2 separate regions of the Sus scrofa genome follow, and region 1 is linked to region 2. Evidence: chromatin contacts called from public HiChIP or PLAC-seq data. All regions are on one chromosome and are shown on one strand. Each heading gives the region's core, a stretch centred on a gene start, on an enhancer-like site or on the middle of the called end of the contact. The rest is flanking DNA. Distances are from core to core; before and after follow the strand shown.

The links. HiChIP or PLAC-seq counts read pairs in DNA pulled down with a chosen protein or histone mark.
Region 1: an H3K27ac HiChIP or PLAC-seq map of skeletal muscle shows a contact between it and region 2. The contact joins two enhancer-like sites. A contact is called at or near these places in 1 of 47 Hi-C or Micro-C datasets (embryonic fibroblasts) and 1 of 2 datasets of contacts at active chromatin or transcription factors (skeletal muscle).

The regions. Positions count from the first base shown.
Region 1 is chr7:40,843,656-40,850,347 of Sscrofa11.1, forward strand. No RefSeq gene overlaps it. Among named protein-coding and RNA genes, the nearest start is that of CLIC5, 39 kb to the left of the region's middle. Within about 2 kb of position 5,091, at least 15 of the 83 cell types and tissues checked have an H3K27ac peak or open chromatin away from gene starts, as enhancers often do. A contact at or near this core is called in skeletal muscle, where this site is marked.
Region 2 is chr7:40,712,566-40,718,673 of Sscrofa11.1, forward strand. The region is part of intron 4 of CLIC5 (chloride intracellular channel 5); the gene reads right to left. Among named protein-coding and RNA genes, the nearest start is that of CLIC5, 92 kb to the right of the region's middle. Within about 2 kb of position 1,881, at least 32 of the 83 cell types and tissues checked have an H3K27ac peak or open chromatin away from gene starts, as enhancers often do. A contact at or near this core is called in skeletal muscle, where this site is marked.

The DNA of each region.
Region 1 (6,692 bases), core at 3,841-6,340, 130 kb after region 2:
AAAGAAAGAAAGAAAGAAAGAAAGAAAGAAAGAAAGAAAGAAAGAAAGAAAGAAAGAAAGAAAGAAGGAAAGAAAGAAAGGAAAGAGAGAGAGGGAAGGAAGGAAAGAAAGAAAAAAAGGGAGAGGGGGGGAGGGAGGGAAAAGAAAAGCACTAAATTCCTTAACTTGAGAGATCTGGTTTTCTTTTATTAACAGTTATTCTTTGATGTTCCAACTACCTGGTCTTTGTTATAAAAACCCCTATTTATGCTGGCTCCCCACCCTCCCCCTTTAAGTAATCTCTCAGAAATATCTGAGATGCTCTGTCCTGGGCTCAAGTCCTCAGTTTTGTCTGCTGAATAAAACACAACTCTCAACTTTTTAGATCGTGCATTTTTGCAGTTGACATGTCCAAACACAGAATACACTTGGCATCCCCAAGATGTTCAACCACATCATTTCATCACGGCTCCTAACAGGAGAGAATACCCACTCATTGCTGAGATTGAATCTTTCCATTTTAGGGCTGTGTTGCTGAAAGATGCCAAACCAATTTGCCACTCTGTAAACCTTAGAAATTAAAACATTCATAGACATATGGGCCTTGCAAATACAAGGATGGTCTTGCAATACTAAATAAACATTGTTGCTGGGGAGATGGGTGTTTTCTCTTCTACTTCTTTGCCATCAAAGGAACATGGGCGCTGAGGCACTTTGGCACAGGTGGACACAAACGTATGTTAGGTAGAATGGACTCTACCAGCAGGTGGAGTTTCTATGGTGCCCTTGACATTTACAATTTCTTCAGCTTGTGTCTATATACACCTCGAAGTATTCTAAAGATAACCAGAAAGAAGAAATAAGAAGAGTAACAGCCTCCCCAAATCATATATAGGTAAATAAAACTTAAAAGTGTACATGTATATATATAATAAAAGTGTTTATATGTATGTGTGTATGTATATATGTGTGTGTGAAATAAAATTAATATTTTATGGCAAAACAATAAATATAAACATAAAATTCTTCTCTGGAGTTTCCGTTGTTGCTCACTGGTCATGCTCACTGGGCACTAGTATCCATGAGGTTGCGGGTTCAATCCCTGGCCTCATCAGTGGGTTAAGGATCCGGCGTTGCCATGAGTTGTGGTGTAGGTCACAGAGGTGGTTCCCATCCTGCTGTTGCTGTGGCTGTGGCACAGACTGGTGGCTACAGCTCCGATTGGACCCCTAGCCTGGGAACGTCTATGTGCCATGGGTACGGCCCTAAAAAGAAAAAAAATTGTTTTCTCTGCCCTTTGGGCTTCCTTCTTCCCCATTGTGCATCCTGTATCTCCATTAAGCATGGATCAAACCTGCCCCATCGGTAGGAAATCCTGTTCAAGGTAAAGAGCAACATCCTCCCAGCATCAAGGAGACGACCTTCAGGACACTATTCTTCTTGATCAGGCCACATGACTCGCTATGGGGATGCTTTGATCTGGATTGTGTCAACTGTCAGTGATAGGTCTTTTGCTGTCCAACTCTCTGTCTCAATAAACTTATATAACTGTGCCTTGACTTCCAACAGGCAGAAGAGTTCTCAGAGCTTTCTGAGGTGCTCTTCCTGGGTTATAACCCTCAAATTGGGCTCCAGTAAAAATTTCCATTTCTTTCTTAAATTGACTGATTTTTCATCAACAATATATCAAATGTATAATCTCCTCCTTAAGAATCTTTGAAGTAAGGGGTAGAATTTCTAAACATGGAAAACACCAACTGCAACACAATTTCCATCTCAGCCAAGAACACCAGCCTCTCTCTGAACTCCTAGGGTGCCTCCCTGAACAGCACAGCCTTTTGTTTTTGTTTTAATTTTTGGTTTGGGGGTTTTTTCGAGTGTCACACCTGCGGCATGTGGAAGTTCCCAGGCTAGGGGTCTAATCGGAACTATACCACAGCCGCAGCAACATGGGATCCTAAACCCACCGAGCAAGACAAGGTTTCAAACCTGCATCCTCGTGGATACTAGCTGGGTTCATTCTGCTGAGCCACAACTGAAACTCCCAAGACTATTCCGTTTGATATGTTTATGCTGTAATTTCAGCACAATCTCAGTACAGTCTGTGGGCATGAACCTGTCAAGAATATTTCAGGCACAAGGGTTCTACATAGAGTTTGGGAACTACGGAAGGTACCAGTGTTGAAATAAGGCTCTTGACCGCAGAACTTCTTGGCACCTTTCATTGGCAAATATGTACTGCAAAGCTCTACGAGAGGGTGTGGATGGAGTATTTCCCAATTATTTGATTGCAAGAGTTTCTTTTCTTTTCCAAGGAAATCTCACCTTGCTCGTGTTTCATGAAATACACTGTGGAAAACACCGAATTTATTCACTGGCATTATACGAGCTCAGGGACTGATACAGCAGACATTGACAATGTTTGTTAAATGCTTGTGCAAAAAGAGGTTGAGGAGATGGTTCTAAACACCACCTCGGAGTTCTCGTCGTGGCGCAGTGGTTAACAAACCCGACTGGGAACCATGAGGTTGTGGGTTCAATCCCTGGCCTCACTCAGTGGGTTAAGGATCCGGCTTTGCCGTGAGCTGTGGTGTGGGTCGCAGACGTGGCTAGGATCCTGCGTTGCTGTGGCTGTGGCATAGGCCCGTGGCTACAGCTCTGATTAGCCCCCTAGCCTGGGAACCTCCATAAGCCATGGGAGCAGCTCAAGAAAAGCAAAAAAAAGACAAATAAATAAATAAATACCACCTCCATCCCACCCAGGTTACAGATGTACTTCCTGGCCATGATGCCAAAGTGCAGAGTGAGTATAGCAGAAAGAACACCCAGGTGAATTCAGACGAGTGTAACTACTGGGTGCTTTAGGCAAATGAGCTTCCTGAGCCCCAATTTCCATATATGTGATAGGGGGATAATATCTACTCCTCCTACTTGGTGAGGCAGTTGTGGGTATCAAAAGATAAGAGGTTTGAGACAATGTTTTATGAAATAGAAAACACTAAACAAATTTAAGGAATAGCTCTCATTGTGGTGAAATCCAGTTACTGTGTCAGGGGAGTCGAGAGTTTGCACATTCTCTACACATAGATGGCTGGTCCCTCCTCATCCCACATTTAGAGTCTGGGGTCACGGGGGCGAGGGAGTGCGCTTAGGAAAAGAGGAGGAAAAGCCTCATCACTTCTATGTCAGCACCCAGAGCTAAATCAGGACTTAATCCTCACTTTGCTGGTGAAGACCTTCAGGTCTTGAGAGAAACAGACTCAAGGATCTTTAGATCCAGAGAGGATCATGCCTGTGGCCTGAGGAAGGGATCGAACCCACACCCCAGCCGTGACCCAGGGCACTGCAGTAAGGATGTCAGATCCTTAACCTGCTGCACCACAAGGGAACTCCCTGTGGGTGTCGTTTGATCCAACTTGCTTGTTTTATTTATTTATCCTTTTTTTACGGCCACACCTGCCATGGCATATAGAAGTTCCCAGGCCAGGGACTGAATCCAAGCTGCAGCCTTTTAACCCATCCTTTTAACCCACCGCACAGGTAGGAGATCCAACCGGCACCCCCACAGGGACCTGAGCTACAGCAGTCAGATTCTTAACCTCTTGCCCCACAGGGGGAACTCCAACTTGCTTGTTTTCGATGCATAGAAACTGTGGCCCAGCAAGGTTAAATAATTTGCCTCCCATCATGCTGAGATAATGGTGGCGCAGTGCTAGCAAGTTCAACATAACTTAACCCGACAAACATTTACAAACATTTACCTAGTGAGCCTCTAGTGCAGGCTTGCCGCTGCCCTGGGGCTCAGGGACACAGAAGCAGGAGTCTGGTTTCCACCCTGAAGGAGCTCATAGGTGCTCAGAGGAGAGAGTAACAGCAAACACTAGAACAGAGGTGAAAATTAAAGACTGAATGTTGGAGTTCCTACTGTGGCTCATTGGGTATGAACCCAGCTAGTATCCATGAGGATGCGGGTTTGATCCCTGGCCTCACTCAGTGGGTTAAGCATCTGGCATTGCCATGAGCTTGGTGTAGGTCACAGACGCAGTTCGGATCCCGGGTTGTGGTGCCTGTGGCAGTTGCAGCTCTGATTCAGTCCCTAGCCTGGGAACTTCTATATGCCACAGGCACAGCCCAATAAATAAGACAATAAATAAAAATAATAAAAATAAAAAATAATCTCACAAGACTAAAGAAAATGAGACAGGGTCACCAATGGGTAAGGGATTTAGACAAACTTCTGGAGGAGAGAAGGCAGCTAGGAGCACAGTGACCAATGCCAGAGGACAGAGAAAACTATAGCCTGGAATAAATCTCAAGGGCACTGCAGAGCGGGTGGGGGCCACATGTCTTTCAAACATTTTTTGACCACACAGTATCTTGCCTAATCTCTTGGTTCTTTCTGGAGACCCAAGAAGTAGAAATGAAGAATAAGTAATTCTTATTCAGAGGACCAGCTCTCTTCCCCAGCTTCCCGTTCAGTCACCTCCCAAACAGACTGTGACCCAGACAGCATCTAAAGACTAAGACTGCATGCACGCCTGCACGCGGTGGGGAATGGCGACGACTCTGACCCCCCATCTCAGTGATTGACTGAGGCCATGTCCCTTTTTCCCATTAAAAACTTTCATGGCTGAGCAGAATCTTCAGAGATGTTTTGGGGGAAACGTTGAGTCCACCATCCCTCCAGATTTTGCCAGCATTCTGATTAAAAGCAACTTTCTGCCAACATTTATCTCTCTTTCAAGTGTTGATTTAAAATTTTTTTAAAATTTTTATTCATTGTTTTAAATCTTTTTATGACAGTTGATTTACAAGCCTCCATCAATTTAGTGAGCTGCAGTTTCTGAGTTTGGTAACATGGTCTAGTGCATAACTGAGGGGTTCCACTTAGACGAGCCCTGAGGCTGGTGAGTCATAATTGAAACAGCCTTCAATCCCACCCAGAAAATCCACTTTAATCGTTGAGGTCGGCATTAGTGACTTCAGGGGACATCCCGTCTGATGATGTGTTGGGAGACGCGAGGCAATGCTTTATCACGGTCTGGGCTGCTTCTGTCAGCAGATTATCTCCCCAGGGTCCAGGGAGCTGGGGTTTTATACTGGGGCTATTTTTAGCTGTCCGCAGTGGCTGCTGGGACCTATTGCCTCAGGAGGGGCTGCCGGGAACTGCACCCAGGGGAGAGGCATTCCATTCTGTAATCTTGGCCTGAAGAGCCCTCTAATGAGATTTGAGGATTTACAGCCTCTGAGATTTGGATGCCTCCTGAACCACAAGATCAGGTAGCTGTGCTGTGGACTCGAGGAGTCAACAAGAAACTGTCTACAGCTATTTTCAGTCAGCGGAGCAATAGTCCCTGTTCAAAACCTTTAGCTGAGACAAAGGGGACTATTTTGCTTTGGGATGGATGGATGCTTGGAAAGTCTTGGCTGGGGGCAGGTCTGAGGAAGATGCCCCCCCATGTTGATTTTTAACAGGGTCTGTGCCCCAAACCACATCTTTCCTTACCAGCCAAACAAGGCACTGATCAGCATTCAGGAAAGCAACTCGAAAGGTCTGGTTGGGAGATGCTGAGCTAGGTATTTAATTTGTCAGTGTTTCCACCTCCTTCTCTACTCCAGGATATCAAGGGCAAGAATGGCTGTAAAACCATCACTGTCATATCATCTTCCCAAAGCACAGTCCTGACCTTGCAACTTCCTAGTTTAAAACCTTCAGATACTCCCTGTTGCTGACAAAATATCCTCTAAAAAGTCTTAGCTGTCATTCCAGGCCTTTTGTAATTCAGGAAAACCCTGAGGTTTAATTTTGGTTCGTTCATGCCTCCACCTTCAGCACCCATCTCATGCTCCATCCAAACTATATCATCCAATGTTCCCAATGAAGGTATTTTCCACCTCCATGTCTGTGATGGGCTGAATGCTTGTGTCCTCCCCAAATCCATAGGTTGAAGCTCTCAGTTCCAATGTAGGTATATTTAGTGATATACCTCAAAGTAAGGAAATAACCTTCAAGGAAGTAATTAAGGTTAAATGAGGTCATAAGGATGGGACCGTGATCTGATAGGATTAGTGTCCTTATAAGAAGAGACACCTGAGAGCTCTCTCTCCTCCTATGAGGACACACTGAGAAGGCTGCCATCTGCAAGGGGAGAAGAGAGCAATCATCAGCCCTACCATGCCTGCACCTTGACCTTAGATTTCTAGCCTCAAGACATAAATGTCTTTTGTTAAACCTCCCAGGCTATGGTGTTTTGTTACACAGCCCAAGCTGACTGATACAATGTCTGTGCACCTTAACACTACCACTTTCTCTATTTCCATGGACAAAATCCTTCAAAGAAATGCTTCCCTTTTTGTGAAATTGTCACTGGTCTTCTTGGTAATATCTTCCTCTTAGTAACATCTTCTCCTTCTAAATTCCCAAAGAAATTTTTCAGCACTTTTCCTTTGAAAAATTTCACTTTTTGACTTAGTAATAGTAACTTGTAAATATGAAATCTTCTCTACTGAGCTGAAGGTCCATTCAGGCAGGGGCTATGTCCTGTTCATCTTTGCACCTCCTTTAAATATCTCACACAGCATCCTTGACATGTTAAAAATGACAGCTGCCCTTTATTGAGTGCCTGCTCTGTGCATGTCTGAAATGCTTTCTGGGTCTAGTTGGAATCCTCGCTATCACCTCACAAGGAAGCTACTGTTATCCTCACTTAAAA
Region 2 (6,108 bases), core at 631-3,130:
GGTCAGACGGTGGGAAATTCCAGCACACGGAATGGTGTTGGTGGTCTCCGCTCGGCTGCCGGGAGCCCACACAGCTAACGCGGCTCCCTCCACTAAGGACGGCGCCCACCCACGCAGGACCCTCCTCCCCCTCCCACCCCTCCCGGGTCTGCCCCCTTCACCAGCCTCGACACCACCAACCGCCTTCCTGATGGCTGCCCGAGGAATCATTTCAGGAGCAGCACTTGTGCAATGACTGATACAGTGGGCCAGCCGCTGCCTCGATAACAAGCCAAATCAAAGGCCCTCTGGAAGGATGTCCTGGTAGGTGCCAGAAGGGACGGTTCGCACCCCCCCCCACTTCCGCGACAGCCTCGCCACGGCGTCTGAAAAGACCGCCCAGCATCCCTGCCCGTCGCCACACCTCGGAGGTGGGTCGTACTGAGTCTGGGTTGTTTTTCCCGGTAAGAATGTTGATCAAAGCAAAATGTTAACCCAACCAACAAACAAACAAAACACCCTGAGTTGGCCCTGTGCACGCAGGGGTGGCCAAGGAAGGCAGCCTGAAGGGTTCCTTTATGACCAGAGGCGTTTTTGAAACAAGACAGCAGTGGCTGCTTTATGAGGAAGTGGGCAGACAGTCCCCTCGTTATCCTTAGTGCCCTGGTGGTCCAGGGACCACCCGGGAGCCTCCCTCGTGATAGCAGCTGGGGCTGGGCTCAGGCCTTCCTCCAGGGAACCTGTTGTCTGAGGTGACACCCCTATCCCCCTCCCACTCCCCCCACCAAAGTACAGGTCTGGGTTTCCTACAGAAGAAACCTGGAATCCCAAAGCCACCTCGGTGACCTCTGTCTCTGAGCAGGGGGATTAGAGCGCACACTCCCAGTACTTTGTACTTGTTGCCCTGGCCTGCACCTCAGAGCAGAGGCTGAATGAGGGGGCTCGCGCCCCCATCCCCGTGGGAAGGTCTGGCCTCCAGCCTGGGCCCACCTGACCTGGGGTTGAGGGTGGGGAGGGAGGAAGGGGTAAAGGAAGGAAGCGCCTGTGATGGAAACGGCTTGGAATAATAAATGCACACACTGGCTTCTGAACGCGGCTCGCCACATCCTGGGGAATCTGGAAAAACGCTCCTCCTTGCCTCCCACCACCCCCTCCACCCCACCCCCACAGCCGTTGGCTTTCATGAGGCTTTAGGAGAAAGCACGGCAGCTTTGATAGTCAGGGGCTTGTTAGTTCTGGGCTAACAGCCCTCCCGGGGGCTGCTCTGACTCCTTTCAAACACTTTCCTATTTTAGGTCAAGGAAGTTCATAAAAGCAAAGACTGGAGGTGCTGGAAGGAGGGGGGCAAGGCAGAAAGAAGCAGCTGGCGATGTTCCCCAGGCAGCCAGCGACCTCTGGAGGATCCCCCGGGGCCTGGTGCACATGGCCCACCCTGGGTGCAGGCGACAGATAAAGGAAGGTGGCTTTGAACTCTCAAAGGAGATCTGGTCCCTTCTGGAACCCCCAGATAAAGCTTAGGCATAACTCAGTCCCTGGATGTAGAAGATGCTTGAAAGTCCACAGGCCTTACACTAAAATCCACCTGTCTCCAGGGCTGATTCCTCCACCTGCCAGAAGAGGGCAGCACGTGCTTCTATGTTACTGAGAAGCTGGGCCGCCAGGTCCAAAGGGTGAGCACCAGGGAATTCAGAGGAGGACTGGTGAAGTGAACAGCAGCAGCAGTAATAGCCATCACCTACTAGTGTCTGCTGTGTGCTGGGAACTGTCCCCCTGAGTGCTTTAATGCGCTCATTTAATTAACATGACTCTGCAAGAAAGGGCGCTGTGACAATCTCCATAGTAGAGAAGAGGAGGCTGAGAGGTACAGACACGAAGAGAACTTGCTGTTGCAGCCTGGGACTGCCTAGGCCAGAACTCCGCAAATCCAAGCCCAGGTGCCAAATCCAGCCCACTGCCTATTCTGCACTGCCCTCGAGCCAGGAATGGGTTTTACATTTTTGGAAGGTTGGAAAGTCCAAAAAGAAGACTTTGTGACCCTTGAAGACGGTATAAAATTCAAATCTCAGTGTCCGTAAATGAAACTGAGTTGGAACCCAGCCCCGCCCATTTGTTTGCATGCTGTCTGTGACGGCTCTATTGTTCCAGTGGCAGCATGGAGCAGTTGCGACATCCTGTATTGCCTGAAACGTCTAAGTTTGCCAACCCTGAGCTAGGAGATAAGCAGTGCTTGTTTCCAGGCAGGAACAAGGGGAAAGTACAGGAAACAGAGCGGACGTGACACTTTCCTGGATATGGGGTTGGGACAGCCATCCTGGAGGGATCTGGAAGCTTGTTGACTTTGATTCACTCTCTTTCCAACAGGGTAGCTCAAGGCCAAGCAGAAGGGAGGGTCTGACATTTCATCGCATAGCCTCTAGGAAGTAACAGAATGTTGGACTGAATAATGCCATTTGCAGCAACATGGATGGAACCAGAGACGCTCATACTAAGGGAAGTAAGTCAGAAAGAGAAAGACAAATACCAGATGATATCACTTATATCCGGAATCTAACATACGGCACAGATGAACCTATCTACAGAGAAGAAACAGACTCGTGGACTTGGAGAACTTGTGGTTGCCAGCGGGTTGGGGGAGGGATTGGGATGGGCTGGGAGTTGGGGGTTAGTAGATGCAAACTATAGCATTTGGAGTGGATGAGCAATGAGATCCTGCTGTAAAGCACTGGGAACTCTATCTAATCCCTTGTGATGGAACATGATGGAGGATAATGTGAGAAAAAGAATGTATATATATATATGTGTGTGTGTAACTGGATCACTTTGCTATACAGCAGAAATTGACAGAACATTGTAAATCAACTATAATAAAATTCTTTTAAATAAATTAAAAAGGCAAAATAAAATAAAAACATTTTTTAGATTAAAAGGGGGGGCGTAGCTATGGGAGAGAGTTCCCGTTGTGTCTCAGCAGTAACAAACTGGTATCCATGAGGATGCAGATTTCATCCCTGGCCTTGCTCAGGGGGTTAAGGAACAGACTCAGATCCCGAGTTGCTGTAGCTGTGGTGTAGGCCAGCAGCTGCAGCTCTGATTTGTCTCCTAGCCTGGGGAGCTCCATATGCTGCAGGTTTGGCCCTAAAAAAAAAAATAAAATAAATTAAAAGGGCTATGGGAACCACTCTCCCTATTTCATCAAGACTAAGAGGCACATTTTTTCATATTTGACATCTTTGAAATCAGACTGTGTCTGACCATCAAACTCTTAGAGCTTAAGTGAAAGCACTTTTTTGTTTCCCTGAAGGCACGGTTTGTTTCTTAGTGGTACTTAAAGTGAGAGCATCCTGTGATAGGGGGCCACTTAGATTAGGCAAAGGTCTAGGCTCTTTTTGTACCCTTCCACTCGATGGGACACTCTGTGCTTTAGCTAGACACCCATTCTACAGATTGTAAATTTCTGAATACCGAGCGGAGGTCTGTAAGCCTCAATTTTCTCTATATCAAATGGGGATGGTTTTGTTCAGTATATTTACCCAAAGGTCTTACAGATTTCTTAAAAGGAGTGAGGGGCGTGTGCTGGAGAGAAGACACGTAGAGGTGGGGTAGGAGGAGCAGAGCCGGCTGCAGGAGGAGTTGAAAAGCAGGGCTAAGCTTGAGTGGACAGGAGCCCCAGAGAACAAGGCAGGGAAAGAAAGGCGGCCAGTGCTATGGACAGATTCTTCTTCCACCAGCATCAGCCAGGAGTATGGTCCACTGCCGAGCGGCGGGGCGGGGGGCACCTCTTAGAAGAGAAAACAGGAGGAGTTCCCCATGTGGTTCATCGGAAATGAATCCGACTAGGATCCATGAGGATGCAGGGTCCATCCCTGGCCTCACTCTATGGATTAAGGATCCGGCATCGCCGTGAGCTGTGGTATAGGTCACAGACGCGTTGCTGTGGCTGTGACATAGGCCGGCAGCTGTAGCTCCGATTCAAACCCTAGCCTGGGAACTTCCATATGTCAAGGGCACGGCCCTAAAAAAAAAAAAAAAAAAAAAATGAGAAGAGAAAATAGGAACCAACTGAAGTTTCGGGCTGAGGCTGAATGGAGGAGAGCGACAAGGAAGGAGTAAGGAATCCATCCAGCGTGGTTTGCTGCCTTTCCTGGGGCTCCGGGAGTCAGTGGTGGAAAAGGAGGCGGGAAGAGAGGAATCGATGTGATGATAACCTGGACAAAGCCCTTCAATCACATTTCCATCGGGCAGGACTGACCAGCCCAGTGATGCTTTGAGGTCACCAAGCTTTTTGGATACCCAGAGAGCCTGCTTCACGATACGAGGCTGTGACTGTCAATTTGCTCAGAATAAACCTGGGGAGACCACAGCCTGCTTCTAGGTCCCAGGAAGTGAAACTGCTGCCACAAGCCTCAGGAAGAAGGAACCCTTGGTCCTCATGTGTGTATGTATTTATTTACTTTGTCTTTTTAGGGCCGCACCCATGGCATATGGGTGCGGCCCTAAAAAGACATGGCTTGGGTCCCAAGCTAGGGGCCTGATCGGAGCTGTAATTGCCGGTCTACATCACAGCCACAGCCACATGGGATCCGAGCCACATCTGTGACCTACACCACAGCTCACGACAACACTGGATCCTTAACCCACTGAGCGAGGCCAGGGATGGAACCTGACATTCTCACGGAGATGTCAGGTCCTTAACCTGCTGAGCCACAGTGGAAACTCCAGGGCAAATATTTTAGCAGGAGTATGTTAGCCAATCCAAGGGTCTTCCATAGGTGGAAAGGGGTACATTTTTGCAAAGACAGTGCAGGGGGCCCATTGGCCAGGATAAAAAAGGCATGATCCAAAAAAATGAAAACTCAAAAAACATCCAAAGAAAACAGAAATTCAAAAAGATATCTGCACCTTCACGTTCACTGCAGCATGATTTATAACAGCCAAGACATAGACACAGCCTAGGTGTCCACTGATGGATGAATGGATAAAGAAAGTGTATGTATACGAACATATATATACACACATAAATAAATACATGCACACACAAAGGAATATTATTCAGCCACAAAAAGAAAGAAATCTTTTTTTTTTTCCCCCCTAGGGCCGCTCCCGTGGCATATGGAGGTTCCCAGGCTAGGGGTCTAATCAGAGCTGTAGCCACCGGCCTATGCCACAGCCACGGCAACGTGGGATTTGAGCCGTGTCTGCAACCTACACCACAGTTCACAGCAATGCCGGATCCTTAACCCACTGAGCAAGGCCAGGGATTGAACCTGCAACCTCATGGTTCCTAGTCGGATTCATTAACCTCTGAGCCACAATGGGAACTTCAAAAAGAAAGAAATTTTGTCATTTGCAACAACATGGATGGACCTTGAGGGCATTGTGCTGAGTGAAATAAATCAGACAAAGACAAATATTGTGTGATCTCACTTATCTGTGGAATCTAAAAACAAAACAGGCTGACAAAACACAGAGCTCATAGATGCAGAGCACAGACTGGTGCTCGCCCAAGGCAGAGGGAGGGAGGGTAAGGAAAACGGTGAAGGGGGGAAGTTTCCTCTGTGGCACAGCGGAAACGAATCCGACTAGGAACCATGAGGTTGTGGGTTCGATCCCTGGCCTCGCTCAGTGGGTTAAGGATCTGGCGTTGCCGTGAGCTGTGGTATAGGTCGCAGACGCAGCTCAGATCCCACGCTTCTGTGGCTCTGGTGTAGGCTGGCAGCTGTACCTCTGATTAGACCCCTAGCCTGGGAACCTCCCCATGCTGTGGGTGTGGCCCTAAAAAGACAAAAAGACAAAAAGGGGGGGGGTAAAGGGGGCCAAAAGCTACAAACTTCTGCTTGTAAAATAAACAAGTCCTGGGAATGTAAGGTACAACATGATAACTATCATCCATAATAGCGTATTGCATATTTGAAAACTGCTTTTTTAAAAAGTCTTAAGACGTCTCATCACAAGAACAAAATTTTGTGACTATGTATTGTGATGGATGGAAAGAAGACTTACTGTGGAGAGCATTTTGCAGTGTATACAGATATCGAATGGTTACGCTGTACACCTGAAACGTATGTGTCGATGATACCTCCATTTTTAAAAAAGAGAGAGAGGGATTCATTGGGGTTTTGGATCAACAGA